Linked DNA regions of Mus musculus: regions 2 and 3 are each linked to region 1. A link is a contact called in public HiChIP or PLAC-seq data. All regions are on one chromosome and are shown on one strand. The core of a region is the stretch at or near the end of the contact, and the rest is flanking DNA. Distances in the headings are between cores, read along the strand shown. Region 1 has its middle 23 kb from the start of Txn2. Region 2 overlaps Myh9 (myosin, heavy polypeptide 9, non-muscle). Region 3 overlaps Myh9 (myosin, heavy polypeptide 9, non-muscle).

Evidence for each region. HiChIP or PLAC-seq counts read pairs in DNA pulled down with a chosen protein or histone mark.
Region 2: a FOXA1 HiChIP or PLAC-seq map of pancreatic cancer cells shows a contact between it and region 1. The contact joins two enhancer-like sites. A contact is called at or near these places in 3 of 15 datasets of contacts at CTCF or cohesin (CD8 T cells, embryonic stem cells and stem cell-derived epiblast-like cells), 33 of 484 Hi-C or Micro-C datasets (the AML12 cell line, the C2C12 cell line, CD4 single positive thymocytes and 18 more), 38 of 115 datasets of contacts at active chromatin or transcription factors (the HPC-7 cell line, SST interneurons, T-cell acute lymphoblastic leukemia and 25 more) and 4 of 9 other capture datasets (adipose tissue, embryonic stem cells, liver and 1 more).
Region 3: an H3K27ac HiChIP or PLAC-seq map of epiblast stem cells shows a contact between it and region 1. The contact joins two enhancer-like sites. A contact is called at or near these places in 5 of 15 datasets of contacts at CTCF or cohesin (CD8 T cells, the NIH/3T3 cell line, embryonic stem cells and 1 more), 48 of 484 Hi-C or Micro-C datasets (the 4T1 cell line, the C2C12 cell line, the C3H10T1/2 cell line and 26 more), 33 of 115 datasets of contacts at active chromatin or transcription factors (DN3 thymocytes, the HPC-7 cell line, Th17 cells and 19 more) and 5 of 9 other capture datasets (adipose tissue, embryonic stem cells, embryonic tail and 2 more).

The regions. Positions count from the first base shown.
Region 1 is chr15:77,903,053-77,908,197 of GRCm38.p6, forward strand. No RefSeq gene overlaps it. Among named protein-coding and RNA genes, the nearest start is that of Txn2, 23 kb to the right of the region's middle. Within about 2 kb of position 2,464, at least 201 of the 459 cell types and tissues checked have an H3K27ac peak or open chromatin away from gene starts, as enhancers often do. A contact at or near this core is called in the C2C12 cell line, CD4 single positive thymocytes, CD8 T cells and 23 more, where this site is marked.
Region 2 is chr15:77,797,811-77,802,955 of GRCm38.p6, forward strand. All of the region lies in intron 3 of Myh9 (myosin, heavy polypeptide 9, non-muscle), which reads right to left. Among named protein-coding and RNA genes, the nearest start is that of Myh9, 42 kb to the right of the region's middle. RefSeq lists an enhancer at 1-3,489. Within about 2 kb of position 2,966, at least 290 of the 459 cell types and tissues checked have an H3K27ac peak or open chromatin away from gene starts, as enhancers often do. A contact at or near this core is called in the C2C12 cell line, CD4 single positive thymocytes, CD8 T cells and 19 more, where this site is marked.
Region 3 is chr15:77,825,297-77,830,441 of GRCm38.p6, forward strand. The region is part of intron 1 of Myh9 (myosin, heavy polypeptide 9, non-muscle); the gene reads right to left. Among named protein-coding and RNA genes, the nearest start is that of Myh9, 14 kb to the right of the region's middle. Within about 2 kb of position 2,670, at least 62 of the 459 cell types and tissues checked have an H3K27ac peak or open chromatin away from gene starts, as enhancers often do. A contact at or near this core is called in differentiating embryonic stem cells, embryonic stem cells, embryonic tail and 5 more, where this site is marked.

The DNA.
Region 1 (5,145 bases), core at 1,214-3,713:
GGAGTCATCTCTCTTCTTTTACCGTGTGGGTCCAGGGGATGATCATGAGGCCTGACGCTTGGTCCCTACCTGCTGATCCCTCTCACTGGCCCCTCCAGTTAGTTAATCATGATGGTGGTAGGACAGAAAAGCCCAGCATGCACTGGGGCAGTAGGCGTGAACTGATGAAACTCGTTTTAATGTTATGGCCTGTGCCAGGTTGTGAGGCAATGTGTTTCTTATTCCTGGTCACGGTCAAAGCCCTGAACAGTCACTGCCTTGGATCCACAGGACAAAGGGAGCCTGCTTGAGAGGCCTTTCCACTTGGCTGCAGCCCTCCTTCCTCCTTCCTGACGCCTGATCTTCCTGCTCACGTGGGGCCCACACAGCTGCACACATTTATGCCTGTTTGTTTCAAAATCCTCCTCTCAGCCTGAGAGCACCCTTTTCTTCACCCAGGGAGGCCTACCAAATGTCCCCAAGCAAGGCAATCTGTTATATTGCAGGCTCCCCTATATAATTAGCTGGTCCAGGGCAGGATCTGACAGGAGGTGGAGCTGGCTGGCTCTGATGTAGAGATCCAGGAAGAGATCAAATTGATTGAAGCTATGGGAGGGGACTGGCTGCCTTTTTGTTTGTTTGTTTGTTTGTTTGTTTGTTTTCAAGCAGGTCTTGTCAGTAGTCCTAGATAGCCTGGTCTTCATTACATAGCCCAGAATGACTCTTTGGTAATCCTCCTGCCTCCACCTCTTAACTTTGGTTGTATGTACCCTTACTGTTCATGCCACTGCATGTGTGTGCGTAGGTGTGTGGTGGGGACTGAATCCAGGGATTCTGTGCATGTGGAGGTAAGAGTCCTACAATGGAGGGTTCACCAGCTTCGCTATTTTCTGTTTCTAAGTCTCACTCTCCTGTAACCTTCACGAAGGCCTGGACTCCTTCACTGGACTATGCCTCCTGACTGTATGCTTAAGAGTTCTTGGGTGGTCCTCTAGCGCTTTCAAAATGTGTCAGGTGAAGAAACTGCAAAGGGTTCGCCTAGGAGGAAAGTGTACTGGATGCAGCAGACAGGTTGGAGAGATAACTCAGTGGTTTAGGACTTTGAAGCCTTCATATGACTCCTCAGGATCCATATGATGGAAAGTTGTCACACACAATAAAAAAAAAATCCATACAGTTTAAAACAGTGCAGCAGAGGGGCCTGGGCCTGGCATGCCAAAGATGGCAGGCATGCCCTGGGAAGAGCATGGCTTTTCTCCTGCAGGTCCTGGGGCCGTGGGAGTACATCAATGGCACAAGACTCAGGGGAGTCAGATTCCTAGCTTTCAGAATCCCTCAGATTCTGGGTGCCCTGGGACCAGGTGGGCAGTGAGAAGCAAGGCTGTCATACCCAGAGGTCTAGAGGCAGCTGAGAGGGAGTGTGCTGATGTGCCAGCATCTGTATGTAGCAGGTGTGCCCCACGGAGGCACAGCCAGGTTCCAGGCGCTCTTCCCTCCTTGCCATGGATGGAGAGGGACGAGGTGCCCGATGGTTTGCTCTCTCAGCAGGTGTGATGGCTTGTAGACACAGGAGGTGCACATAGCAAGCCTGAAGGTCATCAGCAAGCTTGCCGGTGTGCACTGTGTTCTGGGCTTCCTCTTCCTCCTCTTTACTCTCCTGTGTGTGTTGGGGGAGGGGAGAAGAGGCCCGCGCGGGGGTGGGGGGTAGGCGGAGGAGCCGGAGAACCAGAGACAAGCTACCTGTATCTCCAGTACTTAGGAGGTGGAAACAATCAGCGATTCAGAACTCCTACATAGTATATCCAAGGCTGGGCTGCAGATACTGAGCCCCTTTCTCAAACCAACAAAAAAGAAACGCTACATCACAAACGGACCTATCTCCATCTCCTGTCCCAAGGTTTCCAGTTTGAGACTTCTTTTCTTAAAAGGAGAGATTACTAATAAGAGCTGTACTTAACCTAGCCTTATTAGTCTTTCTCCTCGACCTTATTTAGGAGCGGTTGAGATATGAGAAATAATGGAGCCCGGGTCTGGAGAGATGGCTCAGCGATTAAGAGCACTGGCTGCTCTTGCAGAGGACCCGAGTTCAGTTCCCAGCATCCATATGATGATGGCTCACAACTGTTAAAACAGCCATCCATACAAATACGAAATAAAGAGGCGAGTTCAACGCCACTGGCAGAAGTTCTGCAGGTCAGCCATACAGAATGCTCTTTGCACCGGCCCCAGGCTCTCAGGTAACCCCCAGCATCTACTAAGCCCACTCTGGCCCACTGCTAGTTCTGGTTTTCAGGTCCTGTACCGGGGACATGCTGGCAGATGCCCAGCGTGCTTCCCCAGGCTCTTACAGTCCTTAGTGAGACAGGATTTTGCTGCACTTCCCAGCAAGTTGTGGTGGAGGCGGGGCCTTGGGAAGGAGCGCGGTCGGGCCGCTCGCCTTATTTGGGCAGGCGCTGCGCTAAAGGGCAGGGCATCCCACCCTGCTGGTTCCGCCCCCATGCCGAGCCCACCCCTGGGGCTCAATCTGCACAGAAATCCGGTGCCTGTCTTCTTCAGGCTAGGCTAAGTAAGGTGCTGGCTGGCTTTTCGATTTAACCTTCATTTCGCAGCAGCCGAGGAGCTCACTAGGTAGCTAGGGCAGGAGAGAGCTAATCTCCACAGTCAGAGAGAACTGTCCCTAACCCAGTCTGCCGTATACCGGGACAGACTTTCTCTAAGGGCGCAAAGAAGTCTCTAACCTTAGATTGAGCCCAGGACCTTGCTCCATCCGAAGTGTGTGGTTAATTTAATCCTTTTCGGCGCGCCAATCACAAGGGAAGTTCACCCCGAGACTACCTACTGGTCACTTTATTGCCATCTCCATTCAAACCTTCCCCTGCTTCGTAACAATCCAGATCTCTGTTTGATTCGACTCTCTGCTGCCTCAACTCTTAAGTCCTTCACATCCTTCACATCTCTTAGCTCAGGATACAGGCCTAAGCGTCTTTTTTTTTTTTTTTTTTTTTTTAGCTCTGGCTGTCCTAGAGCTCTACAGACCAGGCTGGCTTCGAACTCAGAGATTATAGGCGTAGACCATCACTCTCCCTGGCTCTGGCTCTTTTTGTTTTCCTTTTGAGACAGGGTCTCACTATGTAGCTCTGGCTGTCCTGTGTAGACCAGGCTTGTCTGGAACTCCTAAGAGACCTACATGTCTCTACTTCCAGAGTGCTAGACTGGAGGCACGTGCCAACATGCTACAGACCCTTGAAACTTGCCGCTTCTGGTTGCACGTGATGTTCCCTGTTTCCAGTCTGTGTACTGCTGCCCTCCCCACAGGCTGCTATTCTCTTGCACGCAGCCTTGCTCACTCATCCCTCAGTATCCTCTTCCTGACTTTTCTACCCACCAGCTCACCTTTCTGATCAAGCATTTGCGTTGTAGACATACTATGTGTCTTCCCCGGGGCCGGTTAGCCCCTGCTTGGCAAGCTGGTGGTCCGTTGGAATTTTTTGAGAAGTTCTTCTTGACTCAGTCACTGAGCTGACCCAACCCCACACCTCAACCCTGGCTGAGCCTGGGCCTGCTCTGTCTGATGTTAAGTAGGAGTTGGTGTCCGAGGGCCTCCTGCCCGGAAGGTCGTGACCAGTCATCTGGGGCGGCCGAGTGCTGGGAAATGCAGCCTCTAGAGAGGAGCTGGGAGGTCAGGCTCCGCTGAGTGGGTAGGGAAGGTCAGCTCACTGCACAGATCCTAGCCTTCCCCAGCTGCTGCCGGCCTGCTACATTCTCCGGGTCAGGCTGGCCTCTGCTTGTCCCTACAGCCCACAGAGGCTTAGGCAGGGAGGGCTACGCCCAGCCCTACAGAGTCCCTACTTCCTTTGCTGAGGAGGAGGCTCAGGGCCTGATAACTTGTGGTCAGTGGTCGGGCCAAGTGCTGGTCTAACACCGTGGTTACTAGGCACAGTCCTCCACCTGTGACCACCTTCCAGTTAGTTCTGGGCTGTGTGGCGTTCTCTCAGGTCAGGCCAATGCAGCACTGAATGGACAGTCATGGCTGAGTCCTTGGGCTGGACGTGGCAGTGGAAAGGACTGGTCCTCATGATGGCGAGCCAGTCCTAACCACTAAGGGAACTCCAGTACCCTCGTCTGGCTTTTTTGAGACCTGGCTCATTTGAGCCTGAGCTCGTCTGAAACTTGTGGTAATCCTTTCCTTCAACATCGCTGACCAGGTCAATGAAGAACAACCCTAGAGTTTGAGGAAGGAGCTCAGATGCCACATCCCGGCATCTCCCTCTAGTTTGGATAAACCAGGCAAGGCTGCCACTTCTCTGGGTTTCCAATCTCTCTCCTGGTCAAATCCTTGGGGTTTCCTTCCCCAGCACAATGCCTCAGGGGTCCAGGGAGATATATCACCTGGATTGATCCCTGTGTCCCCTCAATGCCTGGCCCTGGGCAGAGAAGGGACATGATATGACAGGTGCTTAGGGTACAGGTGCAAGCAGTCTACTCAATGAGGCTGGTGGCCTAGGGACTGACCTGGCACTGGTACAGTCCAAGGTGTCCAGGGTCAGTATCATTGACATCTTGAAAATGAACCTTCTGAGCTTTCTCCCAGACCCCAACCTGGGCAGAGCACTGGGACTCCGGCTCCCAGGATCAGAGCCTGGAGCTTTCTAAGGCATAGGTAGAGGGGACTGGGGAAAAAAAAAAGGCTATGTGACAAGCTGAGCCACACTGGAGGACATTCTTTTTGCTTGCCCTCCCCTCCCCCAAAGTAAACTGGCAGGTGAGAGGTGCAGGCTGAAGCCAGCTCCTCTGGTTTCAGCTTAGAGGCACTCCTTCCACACTCTGAGGGCAATAACAGGCTCCCTTTACCCTGGAAATCCTGGTCTATAAAAATCTAAAAGCTATGTCGGGGCATGTTTGTTTTGACCTTGTTTATAGTGGAAAAGCAATTAACTGAAAAATACCTGAATATCCCACAAGAGAGCCAAGGTCAGAAGTGTGACCTGGGCTGACCAATTAATTGACTTCCCTCGGAGAAGGACAGACACACTGAGGGGTGGGGTGGCTGCAGGCCTGAAGAACCACTGCTCTGGGCTGAGGTGAGGCCATTGAGTTGTCGCTGGTTAGTGACATTAGGGCTCAGGAGAGCCATAGTGTCAGGTCAGTGTCAGAAGGTTGGATCGA
Region 2 (5,145 bases), core at 1,716-4,215, 100 kb before region 1:
CGGCAGTTTGGCAACATCAGAACCGCAGTGAGGTACCTGATGGTGACGCTTCACAGCACAGCATACACTGGCTATCCACCCTACTTCATGATTATTTTGATAAATATAACACACAAAACAAACCTGGTGCTGACCCTGTGAGTACAGTAAACTAGGAGGCCACTGTCATCTCGATGACAGAGCAGCCGTGACCCAAGGAGGAGATGAGGGAGCAGGAGAACCGGTCAGGGGCACTGGTGGCCACTGGCCATCATGCTGGCACTCCTGCTCTCTCACAGGCTCAGGACCCCATGTGACAAGGGTGAATGACTCATAGCTTTCTGTGTGCATGGCCTTGGGACATAGACTTAGTCGTCCAATGGCAGACTGACCGGGCAGATCACCCGCCCTCCTGTAGGTGAGCTTTCTAGCCGGCCCAATCTCAGCAGCACACAGTGCTGAGGACACACAGCCATCCCTATTCTATCAGGACTCATGCAGGAAGCAGGAACAGGAAGCCTTACTTCCCACACAGGCAGCAGCTGCCTCTGCCCCCAGCTGCAGCCTTCATTCTAATCTCCCAAGAAATAGCCACCAAGCCAGGCACTTGGGAGCCGCAGCAGAACCATTTGCTGTGGACTAAGGCCAGGCAGGGTGAACCATAAAGCTGACAAACCAAAACCAAAAAAAAAAACAAGAAAAAAGGAAACCATCTTGGAATGGGAGCCCCATCATCCCACTCACACCAATACCACCCCACCTCCCTGAGAACTACTCAGACAGAAGTCGAGAAGGGGGCACTCAACCTTCCTTCCCCTCACCCTGTCCCCCCACTCCCCAAAATGCATTCTTCAAGGCTGCCAGACAAGGACTGAGCCAGAGTGGAGCAGAGCCTGGGTGAGATGGCAGGAGGGGCTGGGGCCAGGCTAGAGGAGAGCTGGTTCCACCCCTTCTTCCCCAACAGCAGTGTGGCCCGCGAAGCTGAAGCAAGCATCTCTGTCATCCCAGGCCCTGCCCTCCCCCAGCAGCTCCCTGTGGTCGGCCCCAGCTGTGGCTGCAGGCGGGCATGTTTAGTCACCGCTCCGGAGCAGGCAAGAATGTACCTGCCTGTGCTGGCGAGGCACGAGCAGAAAGTGCCTGGTGCTACCATAAAAGGAAACATTCTCCATTCCTTTCAGAAGGCACTGTTTCCCAGGGCTGTCCAGGCCCAGGCCCTGGATGACTGGAATTCCTTTACGTGAGGAGGAGTCAGAGAATTATTCACTACTGAACAGGAAGCAGGGTAGCCAACCCACACGGACACACATGCACAAAAGCAGAGACATGTAGGCAGACGCACAGAGTGTGTGCCCTGGTGCACAAGAATATGTGCACAGACATCAAGCAGGAACTCAGTGCACAAAGCAGCACCTACACAGACTCCTGTGTGTAAATAGATCCACAGCATGCTATATACTTATGTACACACACATACAGGCCTGCATGTGCTCCAAAAGCTTAAAGCTCGGAGCCAGACTCATGAGACCTCTGCCTACCTAGGACCCTTAGCTCTGCCCCTTGACCTGACCTCTCCGCTGCCATTGCAGCCCAAACACAGGCTCGGAGGAATCCCAACCTGCTTCCTCAGACCCTGCTGAGCCACTGCTTTCAGAGATGCCCTACCAAGAGGCCTCCTCCTCCACCTGAGTAAGGCCCCCAACACTGAGCACGGAGAAGCCACCTGCTTAGAGTGACTCACACAGCCTCTAAAGCCTCAAGAGCCTTCCAACACTTTCTGGAAGTTGCAGTCTGACACCTGACCTCCTGGGTGGCCAAAGGACACCCTCAGCACTCAGGAAAGGCGGGTGACTCTTTCACAGCACTATGTTTGAAATCTGCTCCTGAGCTCAGGGCATCCCTTACAGATAAGGAAGTCCCAGCAAGTGGTAGGCCTAAGCCAGCTCATTCTGCTGCCTGCCATCCTATGTGTTCAGTTAGGGACATGGACACACACATGGGGACAAACACACACACATATACAAACACGCACATGCGTGCGCACCCAGCACTCAATAACCTTGCCTCACACTGTCATCTCTGTGGCTGAGTACACTCACAGGCCTCCGGAAGCCATTTATTTCTGCCCAAGTCCATACTTGGTCCTATGCGGTCTAACAGTTTATCTGAAATGCCCTTTTGTCTTTTTTCTACCCTGGGACCTGGAAGGTAACAGCCACCAGCATAACCTTATTCAGACACAGGCTCTGAACCACCAGGACCCCATCTCAGAGGATGTGGGCTGAGATAGGGCTGTGAGTCTCAGCCATGGTCTCTAGAACTCTCAACAGCCACAGCCTTTCCTCAGTCAGAATCTTGACAAAGCCCTGGAGCAGGGGACATTGGCTGGCAGAGAGCAGTTTGACTACTATTGGTCCATACACCCAGAGCAGTTAGAAAGGAAGTCATTAGCCCTGCCCTTGACCTCTGGAATGAGCAGGGTCTGTTCTGAAGACCTGTGGCAATAAATGCCTGAGGCCTACTCAGAACTCTTTCCTTAGCCACCCCCACACTACATCACCAAGCTCCTAGCAGAACCTTCCAGAACCGCAAAATAAATAAATAAATAAATAAATAAGGCTTGCATGAGTTAAACACTCAGCAGTCAAGCTCTTGCTGCCCCTGACTATATATATTTAAACCCAGAAGCCCCAAGGCTGGGTCCACAGAATGACATCAGAGCTGATGTGGCCACCCTGAGTGGACAGGTTTCTAGCCAACTCAGAAGACCACCTGAGGCCTGGGCAGGTGTTTCATCCCAGGCATTTGGAGTCCTACACACTGGGGGAGGGGAGCAGACACACTATGGCTCACTTCCTGTCAGAGGAGCAATGGCTGATTCTTGTCCATAAAAGGCTGTGAGGCTTGAGACTACTAGCACAGTGGTGACATCAGCCAGACAGGAAGTACAGGAGGAAGGGTGCAGGCAGCTACTACAACTGACTCATGGCTGGGCTCAGAGAGTGTACCTCCCTGGAGGAACTGTCACAAGGCCATAACTGGCTGAGTGCCTCCCTGAGGGAGCTCATCTCCAGGTCCACTGGGTTCTCTGGAGCTGAGAAGCAAATGTCAAGGCAGGCAAACATGCCTACCCAAGTCAGCACTCTGACAGGCAGCCCCCTGCGAATGTGCTCTGGAGAAAATTGCACAGCAGACCTGAGGACGGCTTACTGTGTAGGCAAGGCGACTGGCTCACCCTGAGCAGACACTGAAACTCCAGCGTCACCTCTCAACCCCATCTAGACTTCAGGAAGCCACGGCACAAAGGATTTTGCAAAGCATGTGAAATATGGGGCTCCAGTTCAAAGCTAGAGGTGGGAAGGCCTTAGAGTGGCCTGGGGATAAGGCCACAGATCCTGAGGGACCTGATGATTTGACTGAGAGAACTCAGGCCTTTGTCCCAGTAAAAGCACCAACAGGCTGGGTCCAACCAACCTCTATGCAAAGGCCACGGCCACTCACGATGAGAGCCTCTGATGCCATCTCCACAGCCTGATCACAGCTTGGGTGACAGGCTTGGGAAGCAGACAGAAAGGCGAGAAGAGAGGGTGTGAAATACCACTTCCTACTGATTAGCAGAGGTTGTAGACAGGCTGCAGAGGTCTTCTAGCAGACTCCAACGGACAACCCTTTAGGAAGGAAGCCCCTTGGGGGATGGAGAGTGACTCAGTGGTTAAGAGCACTGACTGCTCTTCCAGAGGTCCTGAGTTCAATTCCCAGCAACCACATGGTGGCTCACAACCATCTGTAATGGAACTTGATGTCCTCTTCTGGTATGTCTGAAAATAGCTACAGTGTACTCATATACATGAAATAAATAATCTTAAAAAAAAAGGAAGGAAGGAAGGAAGCCCTTTGCCATGGTCCCCCAAACACAGAGCGTGGTCCTGGACACACAGGTAGCTCACCGAGCAGCAATGCCCACTAGACAGATGATGGACTTGGGCCCACACCTACACTCTTCAGGCAGCCCTCCCTGCCTGGGTGATTAGAACAAAGCTCCAGAGATGACCTGCACTGTGCTGAAGCAAGCAAAGCCCTAAACAAGCTTTCTCTGGGCCAGATGCACCAGCAAAATTGGACTCTTCCCACTTCTCTGCCAGCAAAGCTGAGACAAAACGTTCTCGATGGCAGCCCACCTGGCACAGGCATCTCCAACAGGTTTCTGGCCTGGAAATCCAAAACCACATGAGTGCCCACTACCCATGACAAATGCACACCCCGCTGCCCCACCCCACCCAATAAGCTCAGAAGCATCCGTTAGAAGCATGAGGCTGGGGACGCCGCCTTGAAAATGCTGGGGCCTCCAGCAATCTTGCCAGTCTACTAAGAGGTATGCTGGAGGCTGCCAAGAAGAGCAGGCCATAGGAGCACAGTGGCACTCCCTCACCTTTCAGAAATACACCTACTACTGTATTTCTGGACCAGGTGAAGGTGTACAGACAAGACTATGAACAGACTATAACCCCCACCCCCACTCCCAATCTCTACTATCTGAACACCAAAAACATCTTAGGTCCTTGGGAGTCAACCCTGAGTTGGTACCCAGATCAAGATTGCAGGAACTTTATGTATGCAGGCTGCTCACTTTGACTTCAGGAAATTATCTTTGCTCATCTGATAGCTTTACTCCTGAAAGCCAATAGGGAAAGGAAAGCGGCTCTCTGCTCTGAACAGAGCACTGTCTGGCCCTAGTACACTGACTAGGCCATAGCCCTACCACAGTCTCTGCCAGAACCTAGGAGGGCAGGACACACACTGGTACAGCAATGCCGACAGCAGGCAAACATGGTCTGCCCACTGGATTTTACAGTGGATTTTTAAAAGACAAGTTTTGTGTATGTGTATGTCTATGTGCCTGGTGTCCTCCAAAGCCAAAGAGGGCACTGGACCCCCTAGAACTGGAGTTACGGACATTTGTGAGCTACCAAGCGGATGCAAGGGACTCAAACCCTGGCCCTCTGGCCCCTACAGATGGATTTCTCAAATTTACCTCTGCTGGATAAGGGTGCACTGACTCACAAAATCATGAGGTCAGCTTTCCAGTAGTTACTCTCAAAGTAGCTTTGCTGGCCCAGATCAAAGCATGAGTCGAGGTGGGAGCTGTTGAGTTTTGGTGAAAACCATAAA
Region 3 (5,145 bases), core at 1,420-3,919, 78 kb before region 1:
GCAATGGCCTATAACTCCAGCTCCAGAGAATCTGACAGCCTCTTCTAAGGTGGTCAGGCTGCATTCCAGAGCCTCCTATCTTTCAGGAAGATAATCAAAGAAGGAGCCATGAAGCAAGACCAGACCTATTTGCTTCACACATAAAGGGGAAAAAAATAACAATTCCTAGGGTGGGTTACTTAGCACTCTTATCTAAGGGCAGGCCAATTCCAGCTGCCCTTGAATAGGAGTCTGGCTGGCAGGAATGACCTCACCATGTCCTTCACCAGAATTGGCTCTTTGCTTGGACCTCAATCAGACTCCAAAGTGATCAAGGCTGGCCAAGTTTGTACATAAAAAGCAGGGACACTGCACAAGATGTTAGCATTCCTAAGCTCCGCCCACAGTTACCTGGCTACAGCCAGGTATGCCTGACTCATTATAGAAGGGGCTGCTAGCCCCCTCCTCACTGTCTTACTTGCTTACTCTACTCTCCTACTCTTTACCCTCTCTGTTCCTTCTCTCTGTATTTCCCTCCCCCCATCTGCCTTTCTCTGTCTCCACTTCTTCCTCAACTCCCCTCCCTATGCCCTAAATAAACTCTATTCGATACTATATCTTCCATACTATATCCATCGTAGGGCTGGTACCTCAAGGGGAAAAAATGTCTCAGCAAGGGCCTGCAGAGGCAACCCCTTCCACCTCACCATACCTCCTACTATGAACATATCCTGGCTCTTTTTTACAAAACACAACACTGGGGACATTCAGGCCTGGCCATCCTGCTTTGTAGCATGCTCTATACCCACAACCTCCATATGCATGTAGCAATAGCTACATAAAGGCCCAGATACAAGCCAGTGAGATGGCTCAGGGGAGAGTGCCTATTACTAAGCCTAGCACCTTCTTGACTTTGGTCATCAGGAGCTACATAGGATAAGGAGAGGCCAACTTCCATAGCTTTCTCTCACCTCTGAACAGACTCGCACACCCACACACATACACACAGAAAATATAGACCTAGCTACAGACACAGATATGTACACACAGAGACCTATACACCTGAACAGATACATACACACAAAGACACATGCCCAAAGACCTGGGTACAGACATACAAAGACATGTGCACACAAAGACCTATTTGCACACACTCATACTCCTGTACACACTCACAGACATGTATGTATACAGAGACATGTACTTACAAAGACCCAGTCACACACAAACATGTACCCAGATCTGTATACACACAGACCTGTTCAGAGTCGTATACAGATCTGGGTACACACGGAGATATGTGCATACAATGGCATGTGTAGATCTGTACTCTGAGACGTGTACACATGCAAACATGCCAACAGACTTAGCAGCACAGAAGTGTCCCCGTGATGTTGGGATTAGTGCAGAAGGCGATGCTCCTGAGTTAGGCTCTGCTGTCTGGGAGAGGGGTATGAATGAGCTTTGTTTTGTTTTGTTTTGTTTTGTTTTAATTTTTTTTTTTTTTTTGGTTTTTCGAGACAGGGTTTCTCTGTGTAGCCCTGGCTGTCCTGGAACTCACTTTGTAGACCAGGCTGGCCTCGAACTCAGAAATCCGCCTGCCTCTGCCTCCCGAGTGCTAGGATTAAAGGCGTGCGCCACCACTGCCCGGCATGAATGAACTATTTAATCACGCGGACTTTACCTTACTGAAGCCACCTCAAAGTACTTTATCCTGCTCATATTTCGGAGCAACCGCCCTTACACACGGCAGCCCTGTCAGCTAACTTCTCTTGGTATCCTGTTTCACCAGAGACAACTGGTACATGCTTGCTATTGGTGTCTGCACCCTGCAGTCTCATTCTCAGCTTCAGGGTCCTGCATCCAACCCTCTTGCTCCCTGCCTCCTAGGATGCAAGGCAGCAGCAGACACATGAAACATTTCAGTAAGGACCATAGCAGACAACAGATGAAGAAGAAAAGGCGCAGGGGTGAGTCTGGTCTCCTTATCCCATAGCAAGAGCAGCAGAACTGATTCTCAGGCCTGATACTGATATTTCCTGCACCACGGACTCCCCCTGCCAATCCCTTTGAACTTGATTCCTCTGAGGTAAGGCTCCTGGGAGTCTCAAAGGGGTCACACAGAATATACAGGAATTTAATAAGCCTGGAATTGTCATGACTTGAAACAAACAACTGATCCGGAATGTCCCTGTCAGTCTAGGCATAACAAAGCGGCCTGTAAAAGCGAAAAGAGCCTTGAGTCCTACCCCAGCGTCCAGATGGCCTAGGCACCCAGATGGCCCCAGCACCCAGACCTCTACTTAGGTCCACAACAGAGGACCGCATTCTTCACATTCTTGTCTGAAAGCCCAAAGAAAAGGGGTGGGCTGTAGGGAAGGGCTGGTATTTCAACCTAAAGATAATTAAAGCCCAAGACAGGTTTTCCAAGGGAAGTGCCCGTCCCCCCTCCGTCCCCACCCCCACCCCACTCCAGCATCTTCAGGTGCTTTTCACAGAAGGCTCCCAAAGTGCTCTATACTGCGGGTGCATGATAAAGCAGAGCCCTGCCACCTGCGAGCATCACCAGTATTCTCACATGCAGGACACACAGCTAAGCAGCAGCAGGAGGGATCCTTAGAAGCCTGGAACTCAACCTGTGGCCAGGGCAGAGGGTGCCACATGCTCCACAGTGTGGGACAATGAGGCATTCCTCCTGAGCACTTGGCTAAACAGTTACTTCCTCCTCCTTACCCTGACAGGGACAGCAAACAGTGCAGGCAGCAGGCTATGGGCAAAAGGCGGGCTGAGAACAGCATGCTCGCGGTAGCTAGCAAGAGAAGCCACGCTGGAGAAGCCAAAAGGCTGGGTTCTCTGAAGAAAGCAGGCTAAAACTACCAGCTCCTTCCTAACCCACCACACTCACCTGAGGTAGGATGTTAAGCCATCAGAACCAAAAGCCATGGGGGCACCATTGTCCATACACTAGGTGGGAAAGGCCACAGGAAGAGGATCTAAGCTCTCTTGCTGTCTACCTATGGCTTGTTTATTAGGTTCTTGGAGTCTCAACATGTCCTGCCATAAAATGAGAACACTAACCGGACTCCAGCCGCACTAACCTGATGGGACTGTTTCATACAGTCATAATGAAAAAGTAACATACAAAATAGCTTTCTGCATGTGTGTGGTGTGTGTGTGTATTCCTGCATGTGCAGAGGTCAGAGGTCAGCAGTGGGTTATCTTCTTCCACTGCTCTCGTGTGTGTGTGTGTGTGTGTGTGTGTGTGTGTGTGCGCGCGCGCGCGCGCGCGCTGGCAGGCATGACTGCACCACTTGTGTACAGTACTGACAGAATCCAGAGAGGGCTCTGATAAAGACAATTGTTAGCACCCATGTAGGTAGGGGCTGGGAATTGAACCCTAGTCCTCAGGAAGAGGAGTTGGTGCTCTTAATACTTTACCATCTCTCTAGCTTTCCATTATTTATTATTTATTTATTTTATTTATTTAATATATATGAGCACACTGTAGCTGTCTTCAGACACACCAGAAAAGAGCATCAGATCCCACTACAGATGGTTGTGAGCCACCATGTGGGAATTGAACTCAGGACCTCTGGAAGAGCAGTCAGTGCTCTAAACCATTAAGCCATCTCTCTAGCCCCCCAGCCCCACCCTCATTTGGGGGGGGGGGGGGTTCCAGACAGGGTTTCCCTGTTTAGCCCTGGCTATCCTGGAACTCACTTTGTAGACCAGGCTGGCCTCGAACTCAGAAATCCGCCTGCCTCTGCCTACCAAGTGCTGGATCAAAGGCGTGCATGCAACACCACGCCCGGCTCCCCACCCCCATTTTTAACAGAAATTTGTCACCGTACATGCAGTTCCCTAAGTAGGCACCAGGAATGTTTCTGTGTCTGCTTCCCCTGGCTAGAATTACAGGCAGGTACCAGTATATCTGATTTTTTTTGGATGCAATTGCTCAGGATCCTAACTTGGTTCTTTACCAAATACTTTACCAACTGAGTCACCTCTCCAGCACCTAAAGTAGATTTGTGTGTGTGTGTGTGTGTGTGTGTGTGTGTGTTTGTTTGAACTTGCCACTGGCCTGGGCAAAGCATGTGTAAAGATGCAAAGGGATCAATAAGGCTTCACTGAGCAGCAAACCCCTGAGGTATTGCTTTTTATCTCAGTCTACAGCTTAATGGGGAAAAAAAAAAAAAAAAAAAAAACGGACTCAGTGGTCCCACAACTTACCCAAGGTCAAAGAGCTTCAAGTGAGAGACTAGGATGGGGTCAGAAGCCAGACCCCCTCCCTATTCATGTAGATACTAGACACACACTTCATGGTAGTTAGGCCCCAGAAGCCAAGGAAATACAGCCACCCAACCGAGGCCACTGGAGCCAAGAGAGAGGGGGTTGGAATGAAACCTGTGTGTCTGACCAGTCAGGTAGAAACATGTTGTGTTCCCAGTCTGGCATGGGCAATGAACTTCACAAGGGTCCTGGTGGTGAGGCAAGGTCAGAATGGAGGCAGCACCTCCAGGAGAAGTAGGAGTGGCTCCTCAGTCAGGCTAAGTACTCAGCATGGAAGCTTTGAGAGTAGCTACTCAGCACTGGCAACCCAAGGACTGTTCGCCTTGCTGATGCTCATCTGGAGAGAGGCTCTACTCACCACTGGGGTGAACAACCTGGGCTCGCAAAGGGCCGATCTGACCATTAAGGGCTGATCTAAAGTGGAAGGGGACTCTGAGGGCTGCTTGGACAGCAGTCCATAGACTGAGCTGAGAGCACTCCATCCTACAGAGCAGCAAACCAAAAGAGGCAGGTTTGAGTGGTGCAAGGGCATAGTTCATAGCTTGGTTTGGTTTGAGACAAAGTTTCAATGTGTAGTCTTGTCTAGACTTCATTGAGTTCCTCTTATACCCAGCTAAGACATGAGAACCCAGCGGTTCTCGACCTTCCTAAACCTGTGACCCTTTAATACAGTTCCTCATGTTGTGGTAGCCCCCCAAAAATTATTTTTACTACATCATAACCGTAACTTTCTTACTGTTATGGATCATAATATAACTATCTGATATGCAGGATATCTGATATGCGACCCTGTGAAAGGGTGGGTCACATATCAAAGGGCTGTGACCCACATGTTAACGATCCTGTTTACAGATGACAAAAATGGGGATCTAAGCA